Linked DNA regions of Pan troglodytes: all the other regions are linked to region 2. A link is a contact called in public capture Hi-C data. All regions are on one chromosome and are shown on one strand. The core of a region is the stretch at or near the end of the contact, and the rest is flanking DNA. Distances in the headings are between cores, read along the strand shown. Region 1 overlaps LOC129143652 (a long non-coding RNA gene). Region 2 overlaps CLDN11 (claudin 11). Region 3 overlaps LOC129143652 (a long non-coding RNA gene).

Region 1 (3,721 bases), core at 856-3,355, 270 kb before region 2:
TTGAATGGCACCCACTCACATTGGTGAGGGCAGAGCTTCTTTACTTAGTCCACTGATTCGAATGCTAATCTTTTTTGGAAACATCCTCAGAGATACACCCAGAAATATTGTTTTACCTGCCACCTGGGCATCCCTTAAGCCAGTCAAGTAGACATATAAGATTAATCTTCACATTGACAAAATCAGCTGAAGCATTTATAAACATCATCTTCATTGATAGTTGCCAAATACCATTATGGTTTTGATGATTTTCACATGAAACATTTGATCCTAACTGATCCAGTTGTTAGTATTATTCACAAATTATTTCTGGCTTTCATTTTCTAGACATTGAACTTCACTTCCTCCTTGGAAGCTAGATTTGGCCGTGTGATTAACTACAGTTAATGTTTGTGAGTGGAAGCCTTAAAAGTTGATGTGCAATTTGCTACATTCCCTTCCCACTGCCAAATGTTGGTGAAAACGTGTCAAGATGATGCCTCTGCCAGCTTGAGTCTTCATATCCTTCTTCTGACTTGCTTTGGACATGTAGTATCATGGAGAACTAGGATTTCAAACTGGATCATTTTGAGAGTAAAAGGGACAACAGGCACAATTTGACAATGTATGTTCATCCTAGTGTAACTTGTAATGTTAAGCCACTGAGACCTGGGGGTTGTTTTTTTACCGCAGCATAACCTAGCCTATCTTGATTGATATATCAATGCATGTATAGAAATGCTCAATAACTCATTCTTAGAAGTGCAACAAATGACTCATGTTGCACTATAACTGTGTGAGGTTGATAAGAAAATGGATTCTAACATCTAGGCCTAAGGTGAGTCAGCTACATGGACACTGACAAGTGAGTAACCTGCTGGGATCAAGAGCTCTTGGCTTCCAAGTGAAGGCTCTTTTTCAGATCTTTCCAAGCAAATGTTACCAAGGAGCTACATTCAGGACAAAAGCTGCTGACATGAGAAAAGGGTTAGTATAGCCCAGGAAGACTAGCCTCGGGCTTGTCTGTATGACCGTATATGCTTAAGAATATGGCACCAAGTTTCTACTGTGGAGGAGCCTGAGCCAACCTACAGAATGTTTGATTTGACCAGCAGAGTATTGTAGACAAAACATGAATTTGCAGCCCTTTCAGTTGAGGAAGCACTCTCAGCTTTGCCACTGCCCTTTGTTTCTTTCTGTCATTTGATCCTGCTCTTTTCCACTTCTTCACCTCAGTTGTATTACCTGCCTGGCTTTTGAAGACATTTGAGTTTGGACCTCTGCAGGGAACCATTGTACCTGAGATGGAAAGCACAGCAGCCCGCATGGACAGAAACAGGGCACTTCACCTCTGCAGTGTTCCTTCCATAACCCCAGTCTAATCATGAGCAAAATAATCAGACAAACCCAGATTAGGAGACATCCTACAGGATACCTGGACAGCATTCCTAAAGCCTGTCAAGATCACGAAAAACAAGGAAAGACTGAAGACTGTCATAGGCCAGAAGCAAATGGAGAGACATGGCAACTAAATGCAATGTAGTGTCCTGGATCAGATACTAGAATAGCAACAGGTCATCAATAGGAACACTGGTGAAGTCTGAAGAATGTCTGGAATTTAGATAACAGTTACGTACCAATAATGGGCTCTTAGTTTTGACAAATGTACCATGGCAATGTAAGACATTAACAATGGGAGAAACTGGGTGAGGGGTATACAGGAATTCTCTTTGCTTATATGTGTGACTTTTCTGTAAATCTAAAATTATTCCAACATAAAAAATTTAAAAATCCTTCTTTGTATAGCGATGAAAATGGAATGAGCCCATCCAGAACCCATTTCTTCCCTTCTCTCCACATTCCAGATACTTGAGATGCAGTAATTCTTTGCTCACATGTCTCCAGACCTACACAGGACTCTTCTACATCTCCATCTTCCACATGGAGACTATGCTACCATTATAAATCTGTCTAGGCCCTTGTGGTCCCCAAAAGGAGGCTGTTTACAAGCTCGTGTGGACAGGGCTTGGATAGATAAGCTAGTGTGCCTATGTGCAGGAGGCTCCTTGTGGGGTCGGATGAAGCCAGGGGATGGGAAAAGAGGGTGAGTGGGCTGCCAGTGGGGATCCCTAGCTGTCCCAGGTCATCACATTCTGGGGAGAACTCTGAGAAGTCCAAGAAGGCTGCAGCTGAGCTTGGCCTCTCAGATCTTTACACATATTTATGAAAGTAGGAGGACGGAACATATTAATTCATCAGTCTCTTAGCTTGATGTAAAACTTTTAGGTATCCAGACATATGGTGCGTGGGCCTCCACTGGTATCTGAGTGGGAAGACACATGGGCCAGGTGCTGTGAATCTCTCTCCGCACCTGCTAGAAGTGGTGCTCAGGGCTGTTGCCCTTCACCTTGCTTTGCAGTGTGTATTTCTTAGTAGAGGTTGCAGAAGCCCAATCAAACAAGCAGAATGTGGCACAGCAGCCTCAGGACAGAATTCACCCTCCCTCTACCCCACGCCGCATCCCAGGGCTGGAAATGTTACCCAAGTGGGGATAAAGGATATCACGGCTTTTTGTACAAAAGGTCCACATGTCAAAATACATGTGGTTGGCTTTAAACACAAGGAGAAAGACACAAAAGGATCCTGGTTGAAGTCTTATGGGAAAAATGACCAGGACCAATGCTGAAATTTTATCAAGGAGCAGGCATATCTTTGCTCTGCAGGAACTGGGGAAGTGTGTATATGTGTGTGTTGAAGGGATGGGGACCAATCCACTCCAAGGTCAGATCTGCTCTGAAAGCCAGGCCACTGTGCCCCACGTTTTCAGAATAAGGCATCAGATCCCACCCAGGGAACGGCATCTGGGGTCACCGTGTGGCCTTCACCTTCACCTGCCTCCTCTAGACTCAGAACATGTTAGAGAGCTCCACAATGGACACCTTTATATAAACATAAAATATAAAAATACAGAAAGCATATATTTATAAACAATAAATAAATAGGTAAACACAATAAAATTTAAATAAATATGCATAAATAGAATACACATTTTATAAAAAGGAAGCCTGCAGAAGACACACAGCTTTCCTAACACACATAACGCCCAGGCCGGCCAGGCCGGCCAGGCACTTCCAGCTGCCTCCGGCACACTGCCACTAGGGGGAGCGGGGTCCCTGCACTTCCTGTGGTGGTGGTGGTGGTTATTCTCCAAGACATTTTAAAGGCCCCACTTCATCCTCTTTTTTATTTTTCCCACTCTCCTGCCCACAGAGCCCAGAACAAGAAGGAAATGGAAACAATGAGAGAAGACATCTTTTCTCCTAACAGTAGGTTCTCACTCAAGTCTCGCCCACCCCGGGGGATTCTGACTCAGTTGGTCTAACTAGGGTATAGTCTGGGCATCAGGAGTTTTGAAGTTCCTTGCATTGTTCTGCTGCTCTAACACCCCCACACCTGGGAAGATGTTTTCTGTTTTAGGCCAACGTTTCCCAAACTGCCATGCCACTGAGACTTCATTCAGGAGAAAGACATCCTTGGGCATCCTTTCAGCAGCACTGGGCAAATCCATGCTATAAGTGTAGACACAATAATGGTGAACTTGTACTTCATGCAGTGTCAATAGACACATAATACTCTCCCCCATTGCTTGCTATTAGCACCATATTTGGCACAGATAAAAATCAATATAAAAATAGCTTACTGCAAGGGCTAGAACTTAAATACCTAAACTATTTCACTATTT
Region 2 (3,788 bases), core at 962-3,461:
TGGAGGTAACAACTGAGAGAAAGAGAGACAGACAGACAGACAAAGAGGCAGAGAAAGACAAGATCAGTAGACACTGACATTTCTTCCTCCTTCCCATAAATCTTTTTTTTTTTTGATAGGATATCTGTCACCCAGGCTGGAGGGCAGTGGTGCAATCTCGACTCACTGCAGCCTCATTCTCCCGAGCATCGATCCTCAGCCTCCCAAGTAGCTCGGATCACAGGTGCACACCACCAGGCTGGCCTAACTTTTGTATTTTTAGTAGGGATGGGGTTTTGCCATGTTGGCCAGGCTGGTCTCGAACTCCTGGGCTCAAGCAATCTGCCCGCGTCTGCCTTCCAAAGTGCTAGATTACAGGCGTGAACCACCATGCCTGGCCCCAGTGAACCTTTTTTCAAGCTTTGTCACTTCCCACTGAAAGGACTTTTTCTTTTTTCTTTTTCTTTTTTTTTTTTTTTTGAGACAGTCTCACTCTGTCGCCCAGGCTGAAGTGCAGTGGCATGATCTCAGCTCACTGCAAACTCCGCCACATGGGTTCAAGCAATCCTCGTGCCTCAGCCTCCTGAGTAGCTGGGATTATAGGCACCTGCCACACCTGGCTAATTTTTGTAGTTTTTGTTTTTTGGTTGGTTTTTTTGTTTTTTGTTTTTTTGAGATGGATTTTTGCTCTCGTTGCCCAGGCTGGAGTGCAATGGTGCGATCTCGGCTCACCACAACCTCTGCCTCCTGGGTTCAAGTGATTCTCCTGCCTCAGCCTCCCAAGTAGCAGGGATTACAGGCGTGTGCCACCATGCCCTGCTAATTTTGTATTTTAAGTAGAGACAGGGTTTCTCCATGTTGGTCAGGCTGGTTTCGAACTCCCGACCTCAGGTGATCCACCCACCTCAGCCTCCCAAAGTGCTGTGATTACAGGCGTGAGCCACCACGCCCAGCCCTGAAAGAACTTTTAAAAGCATCATTTCTAGCACAAAGCAAAATTTTCATTAAAATCATTTAAATTATTCTGACTTCTTACATTAGTAATAGCGAAAAAAATCTTTCTTGATATGCTATCTAAGATTTCCTTTAAAAAATCTGAAGACTGGAAGAAATGGAGAAGTGGAAAGATGAAGCATATATTACAGCCATGAGTTGATCACTGTTGAGGAGGTTGGGTTCACAGGGGTTTATTATACTATTCCTCTACTTTTATATAGGTCTGATATTTTCCAAAATAAAAACGTTCTTAAAGACCTTCTTGGCCAGGTGCGGTGGCTCACGGCTCAGGAGTTCGAGACCAGCCTGCCCAATATGGTGAAACCCCATCTCTACAAAAAATACAAAAATTAGCCGGGCATGGTGGCACATGCCAGTAATCCCAGCTAGTCGGGAGCCTGAGGCAGAAGAATCGCTTGAACCCGGGTGGCAGAGGTTGCAGTGAGCCAAGATTGCGCCACTGCACTCTAGCCTGGGCGACAGAGCAAAGGTCCGTCTCAAAAAATAAAAATAAAAAGAAGGAAATTGACATGATTGGAAGAATACCCAGCTGCTCTCTGGGTATTCTTTTAACCAGCTAACCAACAATAACAATAATAATAGCAACCATTTATTGAGCACTTACCATGTGCCAGATCCTATGCTAAATAATTTTCACACATCATTTCACTGTTTTTACTAACCTGAGAGGCAGGCGTTATTGTTCCCATTTTATGGAAGGGACCAGAGACATTAAGGAACTGCCCCAGTTCACACAGCTAGAAAGTAGTAGGTTCCAGATTCAGCACAGTTGGATCTGACTCCAACTGATAAGATCAAACAATTCAGGGCACAGGCACCTCCTGCCTTGGCAGGGACTCTTGAAAAGCCACAAACAGATTAGCCTCAAATCCACCACAGATCTGAGAGCCTGCTGCTCCTGTACTACTCATCTGGCTTTAGAAGCAACTGGCTCCTATTTCTTCCTCCACAGCAGGAACCAAATCCTCACACCATTAAACGTAACTGCTGAGAAGATAAAGTTGTACAACAGACATAATTTTTTTAAGCTTTCACAGAAATAATTACAGATTTTCAGGGTCAGGAAAAACTGATTTTAATTAGCAGTGTTCACAGTTCCCATACCAGGACTAGCTGTGACACTGTGTCCAGTTCCCAGGCCCCCGAAACCCAGGAGGTGCCTCATCTTCTTTGGTCGAATGAGGTGTGTTTGTTCAGCCCCATTCAGTGACCCTGAGGACCTTGCACAGGCCTAGCGCTGGCTTCTCTGGGGGAGTGACAGAAACAGTCCAGAGCAACACAAAGGGAGCCTTCAGTCCCCGTGCTCCTCCCACCACTGCCAACAGGGGAAACAAGGCACTTGGGGCTCCGTGGTGAGAAGACCTAGAGGAGATCAGCAGGTGCCATGCTTGAGACAATGAGCTTTACATTTCCAGAGCTAGCTCGTTCCAGTCAAAACAACATCCAGCCCAAAGGCAGTGGTGATCCACTGAGAAACCAATCTGGATAGGAGCAAAGCAGGCAGACAATATTGGAAATGCAAGGCCGTAAAAGGGCAATGAGGGGACTCTGGTGAGTGTCCGGAAATGGGCAGCCTCCTTGGGTGGGGTCAGGTCCCTCCATATCCCGCTTCCCCCATAGTTTCACTCCAGACAGGCAAACAGGGACTGAGGTACTCACCCACTCCCCAGCCCCACCTTGCTTTCTTCCTCTGTGATTCTGCCTATCTATATCAACCCACTTTTAGAAGATAAAGAAAAACAAATTCAGCGAGGAAGTTTCAAACCACCGGTTGCTTTTTCCTTCAATATCCCTGATTATTCAACTAAACAATTCTGTTGTTTTTAGGGTTGTTTAAACTACGTATACTTTGCTTTTATCCGTCTATTTTCCAGGGTTCGTATGTTTGTTTTAGTGTGTTCTCTTACTTGTGGATACCTGTGACATTCATATGGACGGCCAGAATTTCTAAACATGAGCACTCAACACAACAGACCCACCTTTTGGCTCTGCCATCTTCAGAGCCCAAGAGAACCTTCCGGGGCTTCTGTGAGAATGTGAGGAAAGTAACAAACAGCAAGTGTCTAGGAGAAGGGTTTCACCTGGATTCTGCAAACCAAGTTTACTTGTGGAGCTTTGACTTTCCTGTTGGAAAGGGAGTCAGACAATAGATCTGACCTCCATAGAGCACTGCAAGAGGGGGCCCCTGTGAGTCAGATAAAGCACCGGATGCTGATATGTGTTCCGTGTGACGCTGGCACACAAATTCTTTGTGGCTGGAACCAAAATTTCCACATTCAGATTTTTCTCTGGAAATTACAGTGGCCTTTTCACTCCTGTTAACACACACACACGCACACACACACACACACACACCCTTGTGGCTTCACAAGAACCTGCAAACCTCCGTCCCTTTGCAATCCTGGAAAATGGTGCCCTACCTCTCATGTCCCCTCACCTTACTGGTGTCATTGTGAGTGTGAGGCCTCCAGATGGGAGGTACCCACCACTAAGTGGCATCAACCCACACAGAAACCTGACCCCTTATCCTTACCCCTCAAATTCATTATCTGATATGCCAATCTGGGGGTATGAATTCCTTGTTTCAGAAGAAGGTGATTTTATATCTAACCCATTACCAGACTAATTTGTTGTCACTGATATGCGCACTTTGCAACAAGAGTTGTTCTTAAAATTCATATTGTCTATTAGGATTTAGAATGTGCTAATGAAACTAGCATCTGAGGGAAAAAAACGGAGAGAAATTAAATCACTGACAAGAATAGAGCTAGAAGGACCCTCCATAGGTTGTT
Region 3 (3,623 bases), core at 412-2,911, 380 kb before region 2:
GGGGAAGCTAGTTAGATTTTTGATAAAGAGGCCATTTTAGTTACTTTTAAAAGAAGTAGGGAAAATATTCTGTGCATTAAGCCTTTAAAGCAGAAAAGGAAAATTTAAATGTGATTTATTTATTTATTTATTTATTTACCTACCTTCAAGATGATCAAAGGTTGAACTAATTTACATTTAGCTTTAGCTAAATGTAAAGAAAAAAAGTCATCTGAGATTGAATTTGAATTGAAATGGACTTTTCTGGTCACTGGGCAAGATTTTAAAGGAAGGAAGAAAATTGTTCCCCATTCCCATTCTCTAACAGAAATGTTAGCAAGCTTTGGGTTATTCATCTGAGAAATTTTTCTTAGCACCATTAAAACACATCAGTGAGTAGACTTTAAATCTCTACTGTAATGTATAGGAGATGAAAGGAATCATGTTTGGCATGCAGCTGTTTTATCAAAAATAAGGAACATGTAGTTCGTTTGTGAACGAAAGACTTTAGTTTTCGCAAATTGGGATGGGAGGCAGAGATTTAAAGGGCAGAGGCATAGCTGACTCCCAAGAAGACCCTGCAAAACTTGCAAACCTTCAAAAAATGACAGGTCCCTCAGTATCAATGTGAGGGCATTTGTCCATATAATGTAGAAAACAGTTGTCCTTCAGGGAACAGAATTTAAACTACAGATAGGTCATACAGAGCGAGGGCAGTGATTATTTCCCTGAGTCTTGTGATCTGCCTTTTTCTTTAAGTTGCACTCAGACTAGCAAACTGATGGGTGAGCAGTCCCACCTTTTTTTTTTTTTTTTTGAGACGGAGTCTTGCTCTGTTGCCCAGGATGGAGTGCAGTGGCGCGATCTCAGCTCACTGCAACTTCCACCTCCTGGATTCAAGCAATTCGTTACTCAGCCTCCCGAGTAGCTGGGATTACAGGCGCCTGTCATCACGCCCGGCAAATTTTTGTATTTTTAGTAGAGACGAGGTTTCACCGTCTTGGCCAGGCTGGTCTTGAACTCCTGACCTCATGATCCACCCACCTCCACCTCCCAAAGTGCTGGGATTACAGGTGTGAGCCACCACGCTGGGCCTCCCCAATATTTCCTGATAGGAATAGCTCACAGTGCCTAAACTATTTATGCAAACAATGTGGTTTACACTGAAAATCTGCTTCCCTTCTGGGAGTTTGGAATTTTGGTATGTGAAAACCCTGGGTGCTAAGTCTCAATGAACTTTTCTGGAAGACAACATTTTATGCATGTTGTCACAACTCATTGCTGGAAGAATTTAGCATGTGCTGTGCAATTCCAATGGGAGAAGATTCTTGGAGCTTGTGCCTGGCTTCCCCCAACATCACCCCATGTGTCTTTTATCTTTGCTGATTTACTGTGTATCTTTTCACTGCAATCAATTTTAGCCATGAGTACAACAATATGTTAAGTCATGTGAGTCCTCTTAGTGAATCATCTAAGCTGGGGGTGATCTTTGGGACACCACCCCCGTAAACAGCAGGATTAAGGGAAATAATAAAGGATGGTAAGGCCTCCGGTGATTAGCAAGAGAGGAATGCCAGGAAGGGGCAGGAGAAGGAAGCCGTTACTAGACCTCTGTGAGAGCTGGAGCTGCAGAAAGCGGGGGACAGTTTACAAGAACTGAAGCTCTATGGAGAAACACAGCCACTGACCAAACACATCCCTCTCTGTCTCTTCTGGACCTCCAATATCCTGCTGGTGCCTCCCAATAGCCACTCTGCTGGAAGGCAGAGGCCAAGGGATCCTGGGTGAAGTAAGCCTCCTATGGCACAGAGTAGGAGACAGAAGGTGAAGAATGGATCTGAGGGGGAAAATGGAGAATAACTAGGACAAGTTTAGAAACAAATCCCTTAAAAATATTGCTAAGCCAAGTTGATAAGTCAGCTTATTAATAAAAGGCAATATTTCATAACATTGCATTATTCAACAACCCTGGATAGACCCTCATTGCACATACAGAATAAAGTCCAAATTATGTTGCATGGCATTCCAAAGCCCTTCTTAATCTGGCCCAAGATGCCAGCTTTAGCTCCCTCTCCACTGTCTCCTCACCCCACAGTCGTGTGTCTTTTACACTCCTTGTCAACCAGCATCAGCATTTCTTTAATACAGCAGCATCCTCCCACCTTCGTATTTTGTTACCTCTTCTTTGTACTTTGTATGTTACCTCTAGTAACCTCAGATTAATGAAGTCTCACCAGTCCTTAGAACCCAGCTCAACTGCCATACTGCTTACAAAGCATTTTCAAACTCCACCCTCTCCCCCAGAAAATAAACCTGCCCCATGGTACTGATCAGCCTACCTCAGGTCAGGTTTGGGTTAATGTCCACCCTTCTGAGCCCTCTTCAGTGTCCAGGGCAGAGACCATAGGCACCACCTAGGAATGCCCAACTGAGCCCCGAACTATGAATTTTCTCACACATTGTCTTCCTTCGTGTGGTAACCATTTCCGGTGCTAATCTGGTACCCTACTGGATGCTGCATATTGTTCACACCCAACCAATGCAGGCTCTAGACCTGTGTTTCTGCAGACCCCAGAGTAAGTGCTGGAACTCTATCCCCTGGGCCTAGAGTAACTTAGTTCCCTTGGAGAACTGCTCCCTTGGAGAACTGCTCCCTTGGAGACTGGTACTGGGTATTGTCCATTTCCTCACTAGGTTATGACCATCTTGAAGACAGTGACTGTCACACATTCATCTTAACACTCTCAGCATTGATTAGTACAGTGAATTGTGCATAGAGGGTGTTTAATACACATTACTGAATTAAATTAATTGGAATAAAAATAAGTAGAATAATAACAACTTTTTTTTACACTCTAATCTCTGTAACTTTTAGAAGTCAGGAAAGTAGACTGTTCCAGTTTCTAGTTTTAAACTTGAGAGCCCTAAGAAATAAGGGCTATGAAGATGAATCGTCTCTGAAGGAAGACCTTTTCTGTACCCTGGAGACTTTGTCTTTGACAGACAAAATGAATCAGCCATTTTAGAAGGAAGGAAAGGTTTCTGTGATATGACCTCCCCTTTCACTTAGACAAATTAATACACAAAGTGAAAACTTGCAATTTTAATTATAAAGTCAGCTTTTTCAATTCCTAAACTAAAAAAAGAAGACTTTAGAATTACTACCAAAGATTCAAAGTCATTCTGGAAACTGTTTTATGTGTGCATGGACCTTGCTTTTTTTCTTTTCCTAAGGCCATGTAGAATAAAAACTTGATTAAAAATAAATTTTTAATATTTCAGTAAGTGGTATCCTAGCAACAAGAAGTGAGAGAGTGGAATGAATAGATACAAACTGTGGATAGACATTCCATCTGAAATTGTTTTTAAAGGCAGTTGATAAAGAATGACCATAATCAAAACTGCTGGTGGGAATGTAAACTAGTACAACCACTGTGGAAAACAATGTGGAGATTCCTTAAAGAACTAAAAGTAGAACCACCATTTGATCCAGCAATCCCACTACTGGGTATCTACCCAGAGGAGAAGAAGTCATTATACAAAAAACATACTTCCATACGCATGTTTATAGCAGCACAATTCACAATTGCAAAAATGTGGAACCCGTCCAATGCCCATCAATCAGCAAGTGAATAAAGAAATTG

The links. Capture Hi-C pulls out chosen DNA fragments and counts their contacts.
Region 1: a capture Hi-C map of stem cell-derived neural stem cells shows a contact between it and region 2, with 2.8 times the contacts expected there. The contact joins two enhancer-like sites. A contact is called at or near these places in 3 of 7 Hi-C or Micro-C datasets (induced pluripotent stem cells and stem cell-derived neural progenitor cells), 1 of 1 datasets of contacts at active chromatin or transcription factors (stem cell-derived excitatory neurons) and 1 of 1 other capture datasets (stem cell-derived neural stem cells).
Region 3: a contact with region 2 is called in a capture Hi-C map of stem cell-derived neural stem cells, with 2.3 times the contacts expected there. The contact joins two enhancer-like sites. A contact is called at or near these places in 4 of 7 Hi-C or Micro-C datasets (blood, induced pluripotent stem cells and stem cell-derived neural progenitor cells), 1 of 1 datasets of contacts at active chromatin or transcription factors (stem cell-derived excitatory neurons) and 1 of 1 other capture datasets (stem cell-derived neural stem cells).

What each region holds. Positions count from the first base shown.
Region 1 is chr2:173,843,230-173,846,950 of NHGRI_mPanTro3-v2.0_pri, reverse strand. The region is part of intron 3 of LOC129143652 (a long non-coding RNA gene); the gene reads right to left. Among named protein-coding and RNA genes, the nearest start is that of SLC7A14, 110 kb to the right of the region's middle. Within about 2 kb of position 2,105, at least 2 of the 24 cell types and tissues checked have an H3K27ac peak or open chromatin away from gene starts, as enhancers often do. A contact at or near this core is called in stem cell-derived neural stem cells, where this site is marked.
Region 2 is chr2:173,577,709-173,581,496 of NHGRI_mPanTro3-v2.0_pri, reverse strand. All of the region lies in intron 2 of CLDN11 (claudin 11), which reads right to left. Among named protein-coding and RNA genes, the nearest start is that of CLDN11, 7.5 kb to the right of the region's middle. Within about 2 kb of position 2,211, at least 7 of the 24 cell types and tissues checked have an H3K27ac peak or open chromatin away from gene starts, as enhancers often do. A contact at or near this core is called in stem cell-derived neural stem cells, where this site is marked.
Region 3 is chr2:173,953,554-173,957,176 of NHGRI_mPanTro3-v2.0_pri, reverse strand. The region is part of intron 4 of LOC129143652 (a long non-coding RNA gene); the gene reads right to left. Among named protein-coding and RNA genes, the nearest start is that of RPL22L1, 70 kb to the left of the region's middle. Within about 2 kb of position 1,661, at least 1 of the 24 cell types and tissues checked has an H3K27ac peak or open chromatin away from gene starts, as enhancers often do. A contact at or near this core is called in stem cell-derived neural stem cells, where this site is marked.